Linked DNA regions of Muntiacus reevesi: region 2 is linked to region 1. Evidence: chromatin contacts called from public Hi-C data. All regions are on one chromosome and are shown on one strand. The core of a region is the stretch at or near the end of the contact, and the rest is flanking DNA. Distances in the headings are between cores, read along the strand shown.

What was found. A called contact is a pair of places that touch in the nucleus more often than the background predicts.
Region 2: a Hi-C map of blood shows a contact between it and region 1, with 3 times the contacts expected there. The contact joins the promoter of THAP1 here to the promoter of VDAC3 in region 1. A contact is called at or near these places in 2 of 3 Hi-C or Micro-C datasets (blood and muscle).

The regions. Positions count from the first base shown.
Region 1 is chr10:77,859,025-77,862,755 of mMunRee1.1, forward strand. VDAC3 (voltage dependent anion channel 3) reads left to right here and starts at 1,969. Exons shown (of 9, transcript XM_065946788.1): 1 at 1,969-2,177.
Region 2 is chr10:78,169,598-78,173,579 of mMunRee1.1, forward strand. It overlaps THAP1 (THAP domain containing 1), which reads right to left and starts at 1,287. Exons shown (of 3, transcript XM_065947111.1): 1 at 578-1,287. The coding sequence starts at 648.

The DNA of each region.
Region 1 (3,731 bases), core at 719-3,218:
CCAACTTTCTGTTAGAAGTGGTTTTTATAGACTTTAATGACCTGCTGGGCCCGACAAAGGCCAGGTCTGTGCCAAAGTGCAGACTGAAGTTATGGTTCTAATATTCATCTGGATGTGAATAAATCTAAGTTCGCTTGCGTGGCTTTTAATCGCCTATAGCATATTAATTTTCATCTGTGCTATTAACTAATGAACATTATCCATGTGCTAGGTGGATCACTGTGTACTCTGGATACCTCACCGTCTTTACTATATCAACTACAATCCTCTGAAGTAGACCTTATTTGGTTCTGCCTCACAGATGTGGAAACAGAGACAGAGTTGCTCGCCAACAACCACAGGGTTGGCAGATCTGAGGTGCCAACCCAGCCTCTTTTGACTCCAAAGCTCATTTTATTTAGCCTACTAACTTATATTGCTTTGCCAATGACATTGATCATTTTCTGCCTCATTTTCCAAGTCTCACATTATGAGTCCTTTGGGAGCAAGTGTCTTACTTATCTTTTCTTAGCCTGAAATACTTAAACACAGCAGGGAAATCATTTTTGCCTCTAGTTTCAAGAAGCAACCTGGTATCATGTTCTGAGAATCAAAGACTTTGTGGGGTTTTTTTCTTTTCAACTTTTTATCTTGAAAAATAATTTTAGACTTACAGGAAAGAGTCAAGAATAATGCAATGAAGATCCATAGATCATCCACCTAGATACATCAATTGTTAACATTGTGAATGTTTTTTCCTGACCATTTGAGCGTTTGTTGCAGACACACGCTATGTCACTTATGAATTACTTTATATATCTCTTAAAAAACAGGCCATTTATCCATGCATGCGTGTTAGCATGCGAGCTCTGTCACATCGGACTATTTGCAACCCCATGGACTGTCACTCATCAGGATCCTCTGTCGATGGGGTTCTCCAGGCAAGTGGGTTGCTGTGCCCTCCTCCAGGGGATCTTCCTGACCCAGGGATTGAACCTGCATCTCTGTATCTTCTGCATTGCACAAGGATTCTTTACCTCGGAGTCACCAGGGAAGTCCCCATTTCTGCATAATCAAGGTATAACCATTACCCTCAGGAAATTTAACATTGATGCAATACTAATACAATCGACATTCAAATTTTCTCAATTGTCCCAATAATGACCCTCAATAGCTGCTTTTTGTTTTTTGATCCAGGGTGCAATTTAGGATTGCATGGCTCTAAAGGGTCATATCTTTCTTTTGTCTCCTTTAATCTAGAACACTTGACTAGTCTTCTTAACAGTTTATGAAGTTCACGTTTTTAGGAGAGACCAGGTGGTTGTTTTGCAGAACTGTCCCTCAACTGGATTTGTCTGTTTCCTCTGAAAGGGAGACAAAGCACTTCTTGGGCGAGTCATTCTCACACACGCTGCGCAGTCCCATCACTCGGTTTAGGTGATGCGTTTGATGTGAAGGTACCCTCTTCTCTTCACTAAGTCATCTATGGGATGACACTTTGGAACTGGACGAATATCCTCAAGCGTCCAGCAACTATTGATGAATTCTGCCTGACGCAGTTCTTGGTGGCTCCAAAGAGGGGGTTTTCTGTTTCTGTAATTTCTTGTACATTTATGAGTTGGAAATCTTCTCTAAAGGTGAGCTGTCCCTCATCCACCTCCTCTCTTCCTTTGAATTACTCCTCTGGTGTCATCTTTTACGTATTCTCCTCATCGTTAAGAGGAGCTGACCTAAAGGCCACATTCTTGAATTTCAGTCACTCTGAGATGGCATCCCCTCACAGGTCTGTCAGGCATCCGATTGAGAAGGACGCGGCGGGGGCGACCCCTCCACGGGCAAGGGTCGCTAGTGGGCTCCGCGCCTTCTCGCGAGAGCCGGCCCCTCGGGGGATAAAGGCGCGGGCGCCGCGCCTGCGCGCTCACGTCCACCCCGCCCGCCCTCGCGCGCCGGCCCCCGCGGCGCGCGCGCGCGCACTCGGACAGTTGGAGGTGTTGGGCCTCCTCGGGCCCGCGGCGCGCGCCCCCGGAGCGACTCTCCGGCGCAGCCGCGGCGCGGGGTTCGGGGCTCGGGGCGCGCAGGCGCCGCGGGCGTGGAGCCGCGCAGGCGCGGACGGCGTTGGTCCGAAGAAGACCTTCAGCGGTGCCCTGGCGGAGCGGACAGGCCCCTCCTAGCGGAGCGGACGGGCCCTCCGGTCGGAGGTGAGGCGAGCCGGGGCCGCGGGCCGGCGGCCGGGCGGGGGCCGGGCGGGCGGGCGGCCGTCCGGCAGGGACCCGCGGGAGGCGGCTAACGGAGGCAGGGCCGCCGAACGGGGCGCGGGCCCGCGGGCGGGGGCAGCGGGAACCGGCCCCTCAGGGGACGGGCGGGCCGCGCCGCCACCTGCGCCCCGGCCCGGCCGGCACCCAGGAGGCTGGCTTCGAGGGAAGGCGGGTCCGCGAACTCCCGAGCCCCGGCTTCCTCTCCGGCCTCGGCATCCAGCCTCCGGGGGCCCCTCTACTCCCTGCCCCCGAGGGGAGGGTGCTGGACGTACAGCTGACGGAGGCGAGGCGAGCCGGCTGTCCCCACGGTGGTGCTGTTGTAGCCACCGCCCCCCCATCCCCCGACCCCGGCACCCCTCGCTCCCCGCCCCCGCCTGCGGCTCCGGCAGCCCGGGGGCGCCGTGCACGTCCACGGACGAGTGCATCGGCAGAGCCGCGGCAGTGTGTTGGAACGTGACGTGTCTGTGGCTTCTCGAGTTTTTGCTTGCTCATACCAGCAGTGCATTTCCCGTCGGGATCGTGGGCCTGGAAAAGAAAGCTTGAACTGGGCACCGTTGAGGTCAGACGACCCCTCCCCCCACGCGACTTTTGCAGTGTCTAGCAAGTGCTTTTGTAAAAGAAGCAAAATGCTAGAAGACTGTAATGGGTCCCTGGATGGAGGTTTCTAAACACTGAAGTGTATCTTTCTTTTTTTTTTTAAAAGCAAACTGTAAAACCTTAGCGTTTCTAATATTTGAGTACAGTAGTGCCTGGTTTTTATACTTAACCTCCCAAATTATGGGCTTCAGGCAGAATTTCAACAGGTACCACAGTCGTTTGTGATCATAAAGAGTAATATCAGATTGCAGTTGGCAACGTTTAAGAAGTCTCAAATTGATGGTTGGGACACAGAGGACTTGTGTTGTAAATTAATTGTTCTGGAAAAGAACTTTGAAACCTTGTGGCCCAGTACGAAGTTTTATTATGGTGTGACTCAGTACACTTATCTTCTTCATCTTTATTCTTTCCACTTAACTTTATATGTATTCTTATGCTCTGTTCTCTTAACATATCCTAATGTCTGTCGTATTTGACAGGTTTAGGTTAAGGAACACATTTTAAATGAATTCACAGTGAAGAAATGCACCATGAAGTGTGTGTGTGGTGGTCAGGTGTGGCGGGATAGGCAGAAGCTTACTTATTAGCAAGAGGCCAGACTGAGAGCTCTGCTAAATAGAAGTGAATAGGTTTGAACGTGTAGGTGGTTGAGGCATCGTAATTGCAAGGGCTCGCTGGTGCTCTGGATTTTACTGGGGGTGGGGGGGGTAGTAATGGGGTTAACAGAGGCTTCCCAGGGGGCTCAGTGGTCAAGAATCCACCTGCCAAGGCAGGAAACTCAGGAGAGGCCGGTTCAGTCCCTGGGTGGGGAAGATCCCCTGGAGGAGGAAATGGCAACCCTCTCCAGTATTCTTGCCTAAAGAATCCCATGGACAGAGGAGCCTGGCAACTTAGCATGCA
Region 2 (3,982 bases), core at 37-2,536, 310 kb after region 1:
TGCCTTCTCCGCGGCCCGGGTATGGAACCCTCACAACCAGCGGGATTTCCACACAGCGCCCGCGAGCTTCGAACCCGCCACCCGGAGAGGCGCGCGAACCTGAGCGCGAGGGCGGGCCGCCGCGGGGGCGCGCGCCGGGGACGCGCAACCCGGCCCTGAGGAGGCTGCCTGGGGATACGCCCACTGCCCGGGCCCGCCCCTCTCAAGGTCTCGCGCGGAAACGCTGTAGGCTCCGCCCCCGAGCGCGGCCTTCGCACGGGGTCTCGCGCAGGCCCGCGCCTGGCTCCGCCCCTCTCACAGGTTTCGCGTGGAAACGCGCCTGGCTCCGACCCTGAGCGCGCCCTTCGCACCGGGTCTCGCGCACGCCCCAGCCCCTCTCACAGGTCTCGCGCGGAGACGCGCCTGGCTCCGCCCCCCCGAGCGCGGCCTCCGCACTGGGTCTCGCGCAGGCCCGCGCCCGGCCCCGCCCCTCTCAGAGGTCTCGCGCGGAAACGCGCCTGGCTCCGCCCCCCGAGCGCGGCCGCGCGCCCCCCGGCCCACCTAGGGCCCAGCCCCGCGAGGTGTGCAGGGTCCTTACTTGTGAAAAGAAACGGGTTTATCCTTGTCGTATCGGTTCTTGCAGCCGTAGGCGGAACAGGACTGTACCATCCTTCCGGTCCTCAGTTACTTCACTTCTGCCGCCCCAGCAGACAGTTGAGGCTGTTATCAGTGTCGCCGCGCTCTGCTTTGACACCCTCGCTTCTTCTGTAGCTTTGGCCAACAGTCAGACTGATGAGGGCCTCACTCGGGAGTCACTAATGTGCCCGTTTTGTTGTTTGCATTAGCGGAAAGACCACAGCCATCGCCCGTCTCCCATCTCCAAGATGGCGGAGACAGCTTCAACCTCACCTCTCGCGAGGAGTTCGTCCTACTGTTTCTGATTAGCCCTGAGGTCAGAGGTAACGTTCCCTGGGACGCAGGCCATTGGCTGAGGCCCGGCGTTGCGGAAGTGGGCGGGGCCCCGAGCTTCCGGAAGGAAGAAGGAACTAGCTGGGAGGAGGGAGGCGGGAGTGCAGGACCAGTCCCGACCTCTGCGATGCTTCCCTGGCTTGTGTATCCCGTGCGACTGAGGTTGGAGAATTAGGTGAGACCAACCAAGTTGCGCCTGTCCTGCTTCAAGTTGGACAGGCGCAAAGTTGAGGTGGTCGGGTAGTTGGGTTCGTCTCTTTAAAAGGGCAGCTACAGTTAGAGTGATTTGTAGGACTTGCTGGGCTCCTCTCCATCCCCGTACCTTCCTCTTTAGGTATTCGGAGCTCTAAGGAGCTCGGGGGCCAGAGCGCAACAGTAAAAGCGGACACCCTCACACACGCCAGGCCCAGTCTTCCCGGGAGGCCCGAGACTAAGGCCTTGGCTTCTGTAATAATCCCAGCGGTCCCCTGGTGCTGTCTTGGGAAAACCCGTCTGAGGGACGTTTTTCCTCCTCGGCTTGCTTCTTTCGTCGGTGTGGATGGCGAACTGTTGTCATTTCATGGCTCTCTCTATTTTTAATCGGTGAGCAAGGCTAGCACATCTTCATAGAGCAGCTGTTCTAGTGAGAAGACAGACAATAAAAATGTAAATAAAATCATATTGTGCCAAGATGCCTGAGTCTGAATACATTAGAATGCTGTAAGGCTAATAAGGGTAGAGGAGAGGGTCACTGCCTAATGTCTGAGAAGGGAACATTTAACCAAAGAATGGGGAAAAGTCTAGTAAGGAATGACGGTGGGGAGAGCATTTCCGGCACAGGGAGTGGGTGCTAAGACGATCAGGCAGTAGAATTCTGTCTTTGAATTCTGTCTTTTCTGGGAACCGAATGGAGGCTGTGGGTAGAGCCCAGTGAGCCAGGGGAGAAGGGCATGAAGTGAGGGGAAGGCTAGTAAGTTGTTGGTCTGGATGGTAGTGCGGCGGGAAGCCAAGAGTCAATTTAGGCCTCAGAGAGATGTGATAAACATATTTAAAAGGTCATTGTGACTGTGTATCAGAAGGGGGTAACAGAGAAAGTGAACAGACCAGTTAACAGGCAAGGAAGAGAATGGTTCCTTTGGTCAAGGTGGTGGCAGCGGATAAGTATGTAAGAGGTAAAAACACCAGGGCCTGCTGCTACATGGAAACGAGGAGGAAGAGAAGAATCAAGGTGGAGTAGAAAATGGCAACCCACCCCAGTGTTCTTGCCTGGAAAATTCATAGGCAGAGGAGCCTGGTAGGTCAGTCCATGGGGTGGCGAGTCAGACACGACTGTGCACGCACACACACGAGCTTGAGTTTCTGGCTTGAGCACTTAAGATGGATGGCAGTGCCTTTGACAGATGCTGATGGCCTTTAAAAAAAAAAAAAGAAAAAAGAGCTGTGCCAGCAGAAGGGAGGACTTGGAGGGTTGGGAGTGGTTTTGGAAGCTGGGTCAGTGGAGTTGTAGGAGTGAGGAGTATAAGAAGTGAAAGAATAAGCAGTTCTCAGGGCCTGAAATGCAGGCTACTAAAGAAGCATGAACGATCCCAGCCAGTCCAGCTCATGCTTTTGAGGTTTGTGATCTGGTCATTTCATTTAGTTGAATTTCCCTCCAAAATTCTGTTTTTCCCCCCTCTTCTATCTGTCTTCCAGCTAGCCATAATTTGGAAATAAAATAAGCACTCTTATTATTTGTTGAATATTATCCTAATGTTTCCTTACTTCAGAATGGTAAAGTTACTGGTAAAGTGAGTTGCATGTAATTTAAATATATATATATATTATTGAATTGAACTGAGTGTTGTATTTTTCTTTGTAAAAACAACCCCCCAAACTAAATTTTCGCTGTGGTCTGCAAACCAATTTATTTGCTTAATAGAAAAATAATTTTCACTACCTCTAACCCATCATCAGCTTTTCTTTTTTACTTTGCCCATTTCGTAACACATCCTAAGGCTAGGATAACTGTTCCTTACTTGTCAAGGAATGATTTCAAGGAAGTCTTTCAAAGACTTCATCATACTTTCAAAGATGATTGTCTGCTTTTTAAAAATGTTAATGGAAGCCACCCAAATGTCCATTAATAGTTGAGTAAGTTGTGGCACAGTCATAAATGGAAAACTATATGGCAAGCAAAATAAAGCAGCCCCACCACATGGATACTTCTTACAAACGTAATGTTGAAGAAATCAGGCACATGAAAGGAATTACAGGATGGTGGTGATGCCTCTGTTGACTGAAGTGATAGTTGAATGATATGTTCACGTCATGATAAGGCATCATCTGATCCTGATGATTTACGTTTGGTGTTTGACTTTAATAATAAAATAGTTTATTAAGCAAACAAGGGCCACACAAGATAGGCAAAACTGCCCTTTGTTTTTTTTAAGAGCTGTTTGTATGGTCGTGATCTCCTCGTTTGACCCCTTCGATAAATATCAAAGGTTAATACATGTATAGCTTTATATGATCATCTAAAGGAAGAGGGATAAACTGAAGGATACTGTTAATTGATGTTCTTCAAAGTCTTAAGAGGCTAATTCATTCACTAATAGAACACTTTTTTAAGGAAAACAGAAAATTTACCCCTTAAGCTGAAAAGGGTAAGTTTTGTCTCAGTTTTTCTAGAAGGGTACACTGAAGAAAAAAAGCCACTTGTTTCAGTGTTGGAGAAGGCTAAGGCCTAAACCTGCCTTAAGCTTACTGATCTCTAATAGTTTAGATTTTAGTTTCTATCCAGGTATGCTACTTTTTCTATAAAGTTTTTATATTAAAATACCCCCCCCCATTCATTCCCTCTGGGCCTCATTGTTTTCATCTGTAGGGTGAGGTTGTAGGACTGAAGAATTCTTAATTTGGAACCCATGAGTGGTCAGCTCTTTGAATCTCCTGAAAATGAACCAAAAGTATACCTGTGTGTAGCTGGGGAGCTATTCATAGTTTGTTTTCACAGAGAAAACACAAAAATTCGTCAGTTTCTAGGGTCCCTTATAGCTCTGACATTCTAGGATTCGTG